Linked DNA regions of Sus scrofa: regions 1 and 2 are each linked to region 3. A link is a contact called in public HiChIP or PLAC-seq data. All regions are on one chromosome and are shown on one strand. The core of a region is the stretch at or near the end of the contact, and the rest is flanking DNA. Distances in the headings are between cores, read along the strand shown. Region 1 holds the start of RCL1 (RNA 3'-terminal phosphate cyclase-like protein). Region 2 holds the start of AK3 (GTP:AMP phosphotransferase AK3, mitochondrial). Region 3 has its middle 67 kb from the start of JAK2.

The links. HiChIP or PLAC-seq counts read pairs in DNA pulled down with a chosen protein or histone mark.
Region 1: an H3K27ac HiChIP or PLAC-seq map of alveolar macrophages shows a contact between it and region 3. The contact joins the promoter of RCL1 here to the enhancer-like site in region 3. A contact is called at or near these places in 2 of 5 promoter capture datasets (fetal liver and liver), 5 of 47 Hi-C or Micro-C datasets (liver, mesenteric adipose tissue, omental adipose tissue and 1 more) and 2 of 2 datasets of contacts at active chromatin or transcription factors (alveolar macrophages and skeletal muscle).
Region 2: a contact with region 3 is called in an H3K27ac HiChIP or PLAC-seq map of alveolar macrophages. The contact joins the promoter of AK3 here to the enhancer-like site in region 3. A contact is called at or near these places in 1 of 5 promoter capture datasets (liver), 12 of 47 Hi-C or Micro-C datasets (alveolar macrophages, embryonic fibroblasts, fetal liver and 7 more) and 1 of 2 datasets of contacts at active chromatin or transcription factors (alveolar macrophages).

The regions. Positions count from the first base shown.
Region 1 is chr1:217,203,514-217,207,948 of Sscrofa11.1, forward strand. RCL1 (RNA 3'-terminal phosphate cyclase-like protein) reads right to left here and starts at 1,447. Exons shown (of 9, transcript XM_001926437.4): 1 at 1,073-1,447. The coding sequence starts at 1,439.
Region 2 is chr1:217,234,242-217,238,731 of Sscrofa11.1, forward strand. It overlaps AK3 (GTP:AMP phosphotransferase AK3, mitochondrial), which reads left to right and starts at 2,320. Exons shown (of 5, transcript XM_021064132.1): 1 at 2,320-2,341. LOC106509181 (a long non-coding RNA gene) reads right to left here and starts at 2,780. Exons shown (of 4, transcript XR_001306485.2): 1 at 2,483-2,780; 2 at 810-925.
Region 3 is chr1:217,066,844-217,071,354 of Sscrofa11.1, forward strand. No RefSeq gene overlaps it. Among named protein-coding and RNA genes, the nearest start is that of JAK2, 67 kb to the left of the region's middle. Within about 2 kb of position 1,603, at least 8 of the 83 cell types and tissues checked have an H3K27ac peak or open chromatin away from gene starts, as enhancers often do. A contact at or near this core is called in alveolar macrophages, fetal liver and skeletal muscle, where this site is marked.

The DNA.
Region 1 (4,435 bases), core at 197-2,696, 140 kb after region 3:
TAAATAACAAGGCATTTTCCCCTTATGTGCAACTAATCAGCATTTAAGAGAGGGAGAAACATAAACGTCCAGAAAATGCATTCAGAGAGATGATGAAATATGCAGGGACCAATACAAAATCAAACACATCAACAGGATCCAGAAAGCTTGCAGGACCAAAAATAAGCCCTCTCTTCCTTCAATTTGCAGATAGGTTTTGTTTTGTTTTTTCCTTTTTTGCTTTAACTGATTTTACCAATTTGGGATAACCAGGCAGAAGCTTTTAAATATATGTGTCATTCCAGGGGACCAGATAAAACTCGGAGCCATTAACCTTGATGTGGGTTTAAATGGGGCCTTATTTTTCATCTATCTTTGTAGGGCAAAAATAGCTTGGAAGCCTGTAGTTTAGCGCTTGTCACCAACCCTTTACTAAAGTCAAGGCAATTAGGCCCATGACTGTTAAAAAATTTATTTCAAAGCTCTTGTCCTGCACACATCAATCTCAATCGCGGCTGAAAACAAAGAATTTTCTAAAATTCTTTAATCCACACCCAAGATGTGTGAGGGCAGCCGAGAAATCATGGCGACAGGGACAGCCAGTATCCAAGGGGGTAGCTGCTTCTGAGACCTGTTTTGGGACAGAGGACGGAACCAATCAGTGGTACTTTTCTCTCCAAATCTCTCTCCATCTTTACATCTGCCCATTCACCACATTTCGTTCCAACAAACTGCTTCTCTCCTTTAAAGATTTATGGCTGAGCAAGACCGACTGAAGACAAGTGAGGGGGCGATGCCTGGGATCTGCTGCGACACGTAAACCTGGGAAAACGTGTAGCTGTTTACTACCAGCGCGGGTAGACGCCACCGAGCACAGAGCGCAGCTGAGCGCACCCCTCAGGGCTCAACCCCTCCTCCCGCACAGCCTCTCGCGCGTTCCGGTGCGGGGGTGGGGGTGGAGGGTACAAACCATGAGCCCTCCCCCACGCGCCCGTAGGATCCCGAGGCTCCCCGCGCACCGGCCCCCTGGGCATTAGCGCCGTCTCTCTTCAGCTCAGCGCCCACCCCTAGCGCTCCCCAACCCCGGAGTTACCTCGAAGGCCTGGGTTGTCGTCTCTGGCCCGAATCTTTCGGATTTTGACGGGGCGCCCGCTCAAAGTGGACAGGACCAGACGCTGGCGCAAGAAGTTGCAGCCCGTGTAGCTGAGGGAGTGCGCCTGGGTCGCCATGTGCACGCTCTCCGCAAAGGAGCGGGCGGCCGGGGCGAGGCGACTTTGGACGGGCGCGAGGGTCTTGACTCTTGGGGTGGCGCCGACAGCTGCTGTGGCGGCCCAGGTTCCCTCCCGCAGCCCCCGCAGCCCCCGGCGCGTCCACGTGGTTTGGAACAGGAAGACAGAGAGACGAGACACCGGGTCAGAGGGGAGTGGGGCGGAGCGGGTGACCGCCTCTCCGCCTCCCATCCCCGCTGGGGGCGGCCCCCCGAACCGGGCCACACTGCTATTGGCCCGTGCTGGATCAGGGCGGTGCCCACGCCGCGCAGCTATTGGCCCGTTTTGCAGCTGGGCGGTGCCCGGGCCCTGCTACTATTGGCTTGTGTTGGGGCTGGGCGTTGCCGGGGCCCCAGCAACAGTGCTCCGCGGGAGGAGCGCGCTAGGCTGGCCAGTGAGCCTACGCAAGGGAGCTCGCCTACCCCGCCAGTCTCCGAGGGTGTCTCCCGGCGTGGGGGCAATGGGAGGCGACCAACTGGGCTTGAGTGCCTACTTCGTACCTGGTATTTAGCATCACCATTTACGGCAATCTCTGGGATGTGGATGGTATTATCTCCGCCGTTTTCTTAACACAGAAGAAAACAGGATTGGCGCGCTTTACCCTGTTGCAAACACCGTACTGATTGCCCAGCCAGCGGCCGTCCCCTCACTCCCCGCTATAACCCTACGAGGTACTACCATTCCCGACCTGCACATGCGAAAAGATTCGAGAAACATTGCAAGGCTGACACTGCCAGCATGCACTGGACCCGAGTCTTCCGACACCTGGCCATTGCTTATGAGACACCAAGCTTTGCCTCTTTCACAGCGGTCTCTTCCTTTGCAGTCACTGCCCTTACTGCCAAGTCAGGTCCTCCCATGCCACATGCCTCAAAATGAGTAGTTATACAACTTACACAAACACGCACCTCTTCTACTCCTGCACACCAAAATCTTCCCAAAGATTGGATTATGTCCCTTCTCTGCTCAAAAATCTTCAGTGATATGCAGTTAACAAATGACTACAAAGTTAAGCATCTGTTACCACAATAACGTTGGCTTGCAGCCATTCTTGGATAATATCACCAGATCATGAGTTCCAGAATACATGGAGGTAAAGGAGCTCTGGAAGGGGTGGGAGCTTGAGTAAGATTAAAGAAGGTAGCTAGCCCTATGTGGATAAGATTCAGCTACAAGGAATCCACTGAGAGATCTAAGCTCTTATAGGGTGACAGGTTATTAGAATTTAACAGAATCAGCCCTGAAATCCACTGAGGGAGGTAGGTAATCCATTTACATTATTGCCATTTTTTTGTGTAATCTTTTTAGGGCTGTACTCAGAGTGGCATATGGAAGTTCTCAGGCTAGGGGTTGAATCAGAGCTGCAGCCTAAGACCTACGCCACAGCAACACTGGATCCAAGCCACATCTTTGACCTACGCCACAGCCACACTGCGGCAACACCAGATCCTTAACCCAGTGAGAGAGGCCAGGGATCAACCCGCACCCTCAGGGATAGTAGTCAAGTTATTAACCTGCTGAGCCACAACAGGAACTCCCTACTGACATTTACTGAGACTAATTTTTAGGAAATAGAGTTGAAAGTTCCAAGACCTCTGAGGCCTCCCTTGAATCCTGCTGTGGGGGATACCAAAGCAAGGAGAGGAGCCATCACACCAGGTGGATTTTTTGTATATCATCTCATTTCAATTACTCAACAACTTTGAAAAGCCACTAATATCATCTGTAGCAAACCCTGTTGATGCCTTCTTTGTATTCTTCAACTCTTACTACTTTCAGTGCAAACCTGCTTAATTTTCTTTCAATAGCAGTTATATCTCTTTGAGTGTTTTTCCCACTTGGGTGGAACTCAGTAGGCCAGGGGTGCTGGAGAATTAATGTCCCACGCCCTAGAATCCTCAGTGAATTGAGGAGTTGATGGATTCCAGCTCCCCAAACCCTTGGTGAGATAGCTCTGAGACTTAGATTCTACAGCGTTTCCCCAGAAGTTTTTTTTTTTTTAATTAAGGTATAGTTGATTTATGATATTGTGCCAATTTCTGCTATACAGCAAAGTGACTCAATCATATACGTATACATTCATTTTTAAAATATTATTTTGCATCATGATTCCCTAGAGGTTTTAAGCTCCAGTTGCCGACAGGAGTTACTTGCCTCATTAAGTACCTTTTACTGGCTTCCTTCCCTTCCCTGTATCCTTCCTAGCTCCCTTCTGATATTTCCTGGGATTAATTACTATAAACTAATTTCACTCAAATTATAGCATCAGGTCTTCTTCTGAAGTACTCCAGTATAAATCCTGATTTTTAATATTTGAGAACTGAGGTGTAGAGAGAATAAAAGACTTGCATAAAGTGACTTAGCTGGTCAATGGCAGAACCAGAATAAAAACTACTTCTGCCTCTTTGTCACTGTCTGTCTGTCTCTCTCTCTTGTTGTATCTTTGGAACCCTGAATAAGAAGTCTGCCGACCATGAAGCTGCCATGCCAGAGAGACCGCACAGAAAGAGAGTGGCAGTTGTTCCAGCTGACGGCATCAACTGCCAGACGTGAGTTGAGGGAGCTTTCAGATGATTCTAGTCCCCAGCCGGCCTCTTACAAATCTTTGGAGTCACCCTAACTGATACCATAGGAGCACAGATGAGCTACCCTCACTGAGACCTGCCCAAATTGCATATTCCTGAGCTAAATAAGGAATTAGCTTATTTTTATGGGTTCGGTGGTAGTTTGTTACACAGTAATGGATAACTGAAACTACATATCCCTAAATTCCCTTCCCTGCATAATTCTGGATTAGCAAGCCACAAGAAACATCTTACATGAGATGTGAAAGGCAAAAGTAAAGTTATAGCCGAAGTTCCTGTCATTAACAAATTTGACTAGTATCCATGAGGATGCAGGTTCAATCCCTGGCCTCGCTCGTGGGTTAAGGATCCAGTGTTGCCATAAACTGTGGTATAGGTCGCAGACAGGGCTCAGATTTTGCGTTGCTGTGACTGTGGCACAGGCCAGCAGCTACAGCTCCAATTTGACCCCTGGTCTGGGAACCTCCATATGCCTCAGGTGCAGTCCTAAAAAGGAAAAAAAAAAAAAAATGTAAAGTCACAGCGACATTTTTTTTTTTATGTCTGAAAGGTCACTGCATAGTACCACACTCTCTTGTAGTTCATATACTTAACATGTTGGCA
Region 2 (4,490 bases), core at 1,070-3,569, 170 kb after region 3:
GGGAACTCCCAAAAAATGATTAAAAAAAATAGAAATAGTTGTAATCAGTTCTCAGTCCTATCAGCAGAACTTGATTCATTTAATCACTCCCACTTTCTTGAAACATCAACTTGCAAAATACCACATTCACCTGTTCTTTTCCTAACTTGCCTCTCCTCTTTGGGCTCTTTCAGTGTTTCCTCCTCATTGTCTTAATGCTGGTGAACCCCTGAACTCAGATTTCAGACCTCTTCTCGTCTCATCTAAACTCACTCCCGAAGTGACTTTGTACTATCTCATTAATTTAAATTTATCAACAACTCCCAAATTTTATATCTTCAGCCAGGATCTCTACTATGTACTCAAAATTTGTACATCTGGAGTTCCCACTGTGGTTCAGCAATAACCAACCTGACTACTATCCATTAGGACTCGGGTTCAATCCCATGCCTCAGTTAATGGGTTAAGGGTCTGGCATTTCCATGAGCTGTGGCATGGGTTACAGATGCCACCACTTGGATCCAGCATTGCTGTGGTTGTGGTGTAAACCGGCAGCTGCAACTCCAATTTGACCCCTAGCCTGGGAACTTCTATATGCCGCAAGTGTGGCCCTAAAAAGAAAAAAAAAAAAAAAATTGTACATTTAACTGCTTCCTTATCAGCTCCTCTGGATGTCCCAAAGGCATCTTCAATTTAACTTACCCAAAACAATGCTAATGTTCTCCCCAAACCTGTTTCTCCTATAGTCTTTCCAATCTCAGTTAATGACAGTTCTGTTTTTCTAGTGCAGCTCAGGGAGAAATTCTTTCTCCACTCTCTAATCCACCTACCCCTGGATTCGCTCCCATGGCTACAACTGACAGCTCAGCTGGAATGGCTGGACCAAATGGGACCGCTGGGCCTCTCTCCCCATGGTCTTCTCTCAGACTTCTTCAGATCCGGGCCTCTGCAGGAGTGTTAGAGGGCAAGCCCCAACATATGAGCACTTCATAAATCTCTTTTTGATTCACCCTTCCCAATGTATTAATGTTTAGTTTGAGCTCAGTGTGTTTACCACTAGGGCAAGTTGAAGGGGGAAGAACCAGCCCAAACGAATGTGTGTGCACAGCCAAATGACTGCGCTAAGCTCAGTTGCCAAGAGATTTCTCAGTCTGGCAGTTACTTATTCATTTCTCGGTCATAATCAACAAACTTTAGCAAAGCTGCAGCTCTGTGGGGCCTGGTGATATGACCACAACACTCAGCTTTTCCTCCCCTATGACAGAATGATTTCTCAGTTGTTTGTTTTCTTTCTAAGCTAAATATCTCCCAGGATTTTCTTTCAGATCTCTTTGCAGCCAAACCCTCAAATGTTCCTGGCTTTGGAAATTAGGACTCTCTACACACCTTCAGGTTCTCCGGTGTTTCGTAACTTCTACTTGTCCAGACTTTTTCATTCTTTTGTTAGTTCTGTTCCTTAAGTTTTCTGGTACTTTCATTTATGTTCTTTTTCTTTGCTTAATCCCTTCCTGTTTTCCATGGGTTATTATTTTTTTTAATCTTTTTTTTCTAATTACATGAGTTGAATGTTAATTCATCTTCATTCTCTCCTAGTAATAAAATATGTACGAGCTACTAAATATCTTTCCAACTACAGCACTGTCTACCTATTAAATCCCCCCACCCATTCACCAAGCTCAGGTTCACTGGGGAGCACACTTTCCCTTACCACCTCTCTCTGAAATAATTTCTATCTTTTAAATTGAAAAGCAGTTTGGGGCCACACGTTTGGTAACTTCTGAGGAAGGTGGCACTTGTTTATTTTTCACAGAGCCTTCTCTCTGCCTTAGTATAATGTCCTGACACAGAGAAATGATAGCAATGATGGGTAACTTTAACGTAATATTGAACACTACCCTGCAGCTGGCATTGTACTTTACACAGTTTTAACAACTTCCATGCCCATTTTACAGAGGAAATAGGTTCAATTTTTTTGCCTTGTGTTTCTCTTCCTGGAACACACCAAATATTCCATCTCTAGGGTTTTTTCCCCTTGCCTTTGTCTCTTTCCCTCCACCTTCCCATTTAGTGCTGAGAGCAAATGCCATTTCTTCAAAGCTTTACTGACCATCTCCACACATTGTTTTGTTTTGTTCGGAGTATGAGCTCAAATTATCCTTCAAATATTTCTGTTTCCTTGTTACGATCTGCCTCAACCACTAAACTTTCAATTCTAAGGAGCAGACATTTTACTGAAAAAATATTTATGTAATCAGTGTATTGCCACAGGCAAAAAATGGAGCCTGTGGAAGAGCCAATACTTTCAAGCTCAGCTGAGTGCAAGCAACAACTACTTTTGAATCCCAAAGTGTGGTCCTAGGAGGTAAGAGACACCCCTCAATAGACCTATGACATGGAGCACCTCACTCAATTTCAACTTAGATTCCTCTCGTGGGAAATGAAGAGGAAGGCCCTATCGGCTCATTGTCACCCACTGTGATTCTACCCACTATGATAAACGTACCTTAAAAATTAGCTCGAGAAAGCCAGGGAGAAGAGTCGCAGGGCAACTGAGGAAGAGAAGGGAAGGGAGAAATCTGCAGGCTGGGGGCGGGGAGAAGGGGAGCGTTTGATGACTCTGAGAACCCAGGGGCAGTGGTGGCGAGGGGGCCGCAAGTAGGGGTCGCGCGGGGGAGGGGGCTGGAGTTGGGAAGGGCACCTGACGGGCGGCACGGTAGACCCTCTCTCTGGGACTCGGCAGCACTGGGCACGGCGTGAAAGGTGCGTCAAGGGTGTCAGGCGGGGGGCAGGTAAGGATGATATCCAGTAACCAAGGGGCGCAGAGCGGGGCCCAGGGTTCAGAAGGGGACGCGGGAGGAGTGGCCAAGTGTGCGAGGAACCGGACGAGGTCTCCCCGGCTGGGACTGGGCAGGACAGGGCAAGGCACTGACAGGTGCGAGGTGAGGACCTGAGGGAAGTAGGGGGTATTCAGGGGCCGGGGGGGGGGGTGCCTGGAGGCGCAAAAGAGGTGCAGAGGGAAGCCGGCGAGTGGGGAGGAGGCGCTAAGGGACGTGGGTCGCGCGGGTCGGCGAAGGAGCCCACAGAGGTCTCACAGGAAGCGCGGAGGGGGCGAGGCTTGCGCTCGACTTGCGCGGGCGGGGCTGGGCCGGGCGAGGGGGAGGGGGTGCCCCGAGTCGCTGGGGGCAGGCGGGCGGGGCTGCTCGGTTGCCTATCGCCTCACTTCCGGGCTCGCCTGAGAGCTGAGGCCGACGCCAGCTCGCAGCGCTGCCAGCTGCTCAGCCGCGGACCACCGAGCGGGTGAGAGCGTAGCCAGGCCGAATCCCCATCGTTCGCGCAGCCCAGGCCTCTCTCTGCGGCCATGGGGGCGTCTGCGCGGTTACTGCGCGCAGCGATCATGGGGGCGCCCGGCTCCGGCAAGGGCACTGTGTCCTCGCGCATCACCAAACACTTCGAGCTGAAGCACCTCTCCAGTGGGGACCTGCTCCGAGACAATATGCTTCGGGGCACAGGTGGGAGCCGGGGCGGGAAGGGCAGCGGTTCACGGTCGCCTGGGTGGGATTTGTGGGTGGAGGGACAGGGGCGGAGAAGTGGGTCCCGGGAATGTGGGTCTGGGGTATGGGGGTCTGGGGTATGGGCGCAGCATCTTCCAATTGCCGCCCAGTAGGGAGACCTCCCGCTTCTGAGCGACTGCTCCCCGAACCTTTGGTCTCTACGGACAGCTTCAGGCGGGTTATTGAGGGGCGGAACTAGAAAGGTAGGACGCGTTTGAAGTTCAAAGATTAAAAGAAACCACGTGGCTTTCAGGGGTATGTGCAGCCACAGTCGCGGCTGCTCCTAAGGGTCTCTCCAGATGTGTGTGGTTTCTTCCTCTCGTGCACTCGGGCTTGGAGAACTGACTGTTAGCGCTTTCTTTTATTACTTTTTTTTGTTTGTTAAACGCTATGGGATTTTCTGATTCTGACTTTCCCCGAACAATCTGAAGGCCCAGTATTATTTACCCTAGCCGATGTACAAAATTGGCTTAGATCATTGATAGCCCCAGAGATTTCTTAGACATGAAAGCTGTTCCTTAGAATAGAAAGCTATTCCTGTGCGTGGTTATCTGAAAGATTCTTTTGTTTCTTATGCCAAATAAATTATTATAACTCAGCACAAAATCTAGTCAACAAACTGTACACTTTCCAATGGGTGGATTTTATCTGATGTAAGTTATATATTTAAAAAACTGCTTTCAAAAAGTCAGCAGCAGGGTGTTTTATTTTTATCTCAAAAGTGTTGACCTTTATTTTTCAAAACAAAGTCATTTTGAAGCTCCTTTTAAAAATTAGACACTGCTGTACAGCAGAAATTGACAGAACATTGTAAATCAACTATAAAAAATAAAAAGCTTATAATTCACTGCGGTTCATTAAAATGAAAATAAAATTTATTTTGCATCAAAATGAAAAAAAAAATTAGGAGTTCCCATCGTGGCGCAGTGGTTAACGAATCCGACTAGGAACCATGAGGTT
Region 3 (4,511 bases), core at 353-2,852:
GTATAAGATTTCTATTTGTTCTGCTTTCTCACCATCATGTGGTATTGTTAGTTATTTGTGTGTGTGTGTGTTTAATTTTCAGCTACACTAATAAGTGCAGAGTAGAATCTCGTGGTTTTAATTTGCATTTTCCTGAACTTGAGTTTAAAAACAAGAGAAGTGTGTCACTTTTAGAAAAAATTATTGAACGTACCTCTTAAAGAAAGAACAGATCATAAAAAGGATTTAGAGTTTTAAAAAAAAGTGATAAGATATTTTTACAATTTTTGCTTTTCAAATGTGGTGTGTAGTCAAAGTAATGTCACGTTATCTTCTTTTCCTCAAGACACTGTATGAGTCTAGTTGGTCCACTTTGTACACTGAGATCTTATCTCTCAGGGCCTGATGCCTCATTCAAAAAAATGAGAGTTTGGGAGTTCCCATCATGGTGCAGTGGAAGAGAATCCAACTAGCAACCATGAGGTTGTGGGTTTGATCCCTGGCCTCGATCAGTGGATTAAGGATTCAGCGTTGCCATGAGCTGTGGTGTAGGTTGCAGATGTGGTTTGGATCTGGCATTGCTGTGGCTGTGGCTGGCACCTACAGCTCCGATTAGACCCCTAGCCTGGGAACCTCCATATGCCATGGGTGCCGCCCTAAAAAGACCAAAAAAAGAGTTTGGACTACATCGATGGTTCTCAATTTTGGCTGAATATTAAAAAAAAAGCTGGGGAGATTTAAAAATCCTTATGCCCAGGCCATACTGAAACCAGAAATTGTGATTCAAGTGTCAGTATTTTAAAGCTTTGCTAGGTGGACATTCAAGGTTGAGAATGACTCGACTAATCTTTAAAAATTGCTTCAAATCCCCAAACCCTATTAGTCTAATTTCAGCTTTCTCAGATATACCTAAGTTAGGTCCACTTTAGTGGTATGCGTGAGGTCTCTCCTGTGTACTGTAGGATGCTAAATGGCATCTTTTGCTACCCATCCCATTCCAGTAGCACGCTCCCACCCCAAGCTGTGAGAATGAAAATGTTTCCAGACATCACCAAAGATACCTCCTTGAGGTCAAAATCACCTGTTGGTTGAGAACCACTGCTCCATTGCATGCCACAGTAAACCAAACACAAATCAATGGCACTTAGAAGCTTTTACAATTTATAACAACATTTTCTTCTGCAGTCTATTCTACCCACTAGTGTTTCCACCGCTAATTTATATTAAACAAATGAAGAAACTCTATTTTCAGACATTAATTTTGATGCTGCATTGCCAACCAGCAGAGGGCACCTCTAAAGATCGACTGATAGTTCCTTCTTCTGAGCTCCTGTGAGGGAGTGATAAGATAAAAGCACAAGCCAGCAGCTCCTCTGCACAACCCTTGTGTGTGGGACAAGGGGAGAATAGGGAGGAAGACAGGACTGAGGGCTGAAGAAGGACCCGAGGAGAGAAAAGATAACACAAGAGATCCAGGGAGTCAATAGGCCAAGTTGTCAGAGATGTGGGCCAAAGAACTGGAAATGAGTTTCAGAAACTAAAAAAGTTTCCAGCTACATGGAGAGCTGAGGTCACTTTCAGTTTCCTGGAAGGGACTGGAGGGGGTACTGGAAAACACCTAGACTTCTTCCTCTTCTGCCTAGCCTAACCCAACTGCCCTTGAAGAGGAGCATGTGACAAAGGCAGGCACAACTTCTCCCTATCTGTGACCTTGTAAGAGAGCCTAAAATATCATGTTGTAGCTGCCACCATGTATCACAATTTAACATTGCTGCAATGTATTCCTCCAAGGGTATACCATCTGGTTTTCTGGAGGATCTAAAATCTCCATAGGTCTTCCTCTAGGCTCTTGTCATGCAGGCTCTGCAATTATTCTCAGTAAAGCACTGCCATTCACCCAGTCTTCTTGAGCATGATAAACTCTTCTAAAAATAGATCTTCTCAAATTAGCTTTGATTGCACACCCATCTCATTTACCAGCAGGCTTGATTTTCCCTCTGGCTTGCTTTTTTCTGACAACAACTTTGCAAACTCCTTCAGAGGGGGCTTGGCCTGATGGTTCAAATAGTTCTAGCTTGACACCTTGTTTTCGGCAAAACCAGACCAGTAGCCACCTTACAGAGAGAAAAACAGCCACCTAAAGAGTGTCCTTTAAAATATATGTATATATATATTTCATATATTTTCCCAGTTTTAAATAACACATAGGCAGAGGAAACTAATGCATATTAAAATGTGAAAGAAGCCAATCTGAGAACCTTACATACTATGTGACTCCAACTACAAGACATTCTAGATAAGGCAAAACTATTGAGACAGTAGAAGGGTCAGTGGTTACTGGGAGGAGGTGGGAGGGAAAGATGAATAGGTGGAGCACAGAAAATAATTAGGGCAGTGAAACAACTTTGTATGACACCATAATGGTAGATACATATCATTCACCTTAAAGTCCTAAATTCTTTTTTTTTTCAAGGTGATACATACAAATAACTTTTTATTTATTTATTTTAATTTCATCGAAATACAACTGACTTTAAAAGTCCTGAATTCTTAATGAGCATTATGGTCTTTGAAATATCATTATTTTCCAGGCTCAAGATATATTCAGTTCAGAGTTCCTGTCTTGGCTCAGTGGTTAATGAATCCAACTAGGAACCATGAGGTTGTGGGTTTGATCCCTGGCCTTGCTCAGTGGGTTAAGGAAGTATTAGAAAAGGAGTACAAAAACATGATACTTTTAAAATTGCACCGCCAAAAAACCAAATACCTGGGAATACACCTGACCAAGGAGGTTAAAGATTTATATGCCAAGAACTATAAAACATTAATGAAACAAATTAAAAGAGGATGCAAAGAAATGGAAAGATAGTCCATGCTCTTGGGTTGGAAAAATGAATATTGTAAAAAGGCCATACCACCCAAAGCAATCTACAGATTCAGTGCAATCCCTATCCAATTACCCATGACATTTTTCACAGCACTAGAACAAACAATCCAAAAATGTCTATGGAACCACAAAAGACCCAGAATTGCCAAAGCAATCCTGAGGAACAAAAACCAATAAGCAGGTATGACTCTCCCAGACTTCAGGCAATATTACAAAGCCACGGTCATCAGGACAGAGTGGTACTGGTACCAAACAGATGTACAGATCAGTGGAACAGAATAGAGAACCCAGAAATAAACCCAGACACCTACGGTCAATTAATCATCGAAAAAGGAGGCAAGAATATAAAGTGGGAAAAAGACAGTTTTTTCACTAAGTGGTGCTGTGAAAACTGGACAGCTGCATGTAAATCAAGGAAACTGGAACACACCCCTCACACCATGCACAAAAATAAACTCAAAATGGCTTAAACACTTAAATGTGTAAGACAAGACACCACCAAACTCCTAGAAGAGAACATAGGCAAAACATACTCTGATAACAGCCTTACAAATGTTTTCTCAGATCAGTCTCCCAAAGCAATAGAAATTAGAGCAAAAATAAACCCATGGGACCTAATCAAACTGACAAGATTTTCCACAGCAAAGGAAACCATGAGAAAAACAAAAAAACAACTTACAGAATGGGAGAAAATAGTGTCAAATGATGCAACTGACAAGGGCTTAATCTCTAGAATACAAAAAAAACTTATACAACTCAACAGCAAAAAAGCCAACAACCCCATGGAAAAACGGGCAAAAGACCTCAATAGACACTTCTCCAAAGAAGATATAAAGATGGCCTACAAGCACATGAAAAAATGCTCAACATCCCTGCTTATTAGAGAAATGCACATCAAAACTACCATGAGGTATCACCTCACACCAGTCAGAATGGCCATCATTAATAAGTCCACAAATAACAAATGCTGGATGGGGTGTGGAGAAAAGGGAACCCTCCTGCACTGTTGGTGGGAATGTAAATTGGTACAACCACTATGGAAAACAGTATGGAGGCACCTTAGAACACTATACATAGAACTACCATATGACCCAGCAAATCCCACTCTTGGGCATATATCCAGACAAAATTTTCCTTGAAAAAGACACATGCACATGCATGTTCATTGCAGCACTATTCACAATAGCCAAGACATGGAAACAACTTAAATGTCAACTGAGAGATGACTGGATTAGGAAGATGTGGTGTATATATACACAATGGAATAGTACTCAGTCATAGGAAAGAAAAAAATAATGCCATCTGTAGCAATATGGATGGAACTAGAGACTCTCATACTAAGTGAAGTAAGTCAGAAAGAGAAAGACAAATACCTTATGATATCACTTATATCTGGAATCTAATATATGGCACAAATGAAACTTTCCACAGAAAATAAAATCATGGACATGGAGAATAGACTTGTGGTTGCCAAGAGGAGGGGGAGGGAGGGGGGATGGATTGGGAATTTGGAGTTAATAGATGTAAACTTTGCCTTTGGAATAGATAAGCAATGAGATTCTGCTGTATAGCACTGGGAACTATATCTAGTCACCTATGATGTAGCATGATAATGTGAGAAAAAAGAATGTCTACGTGTATGTGT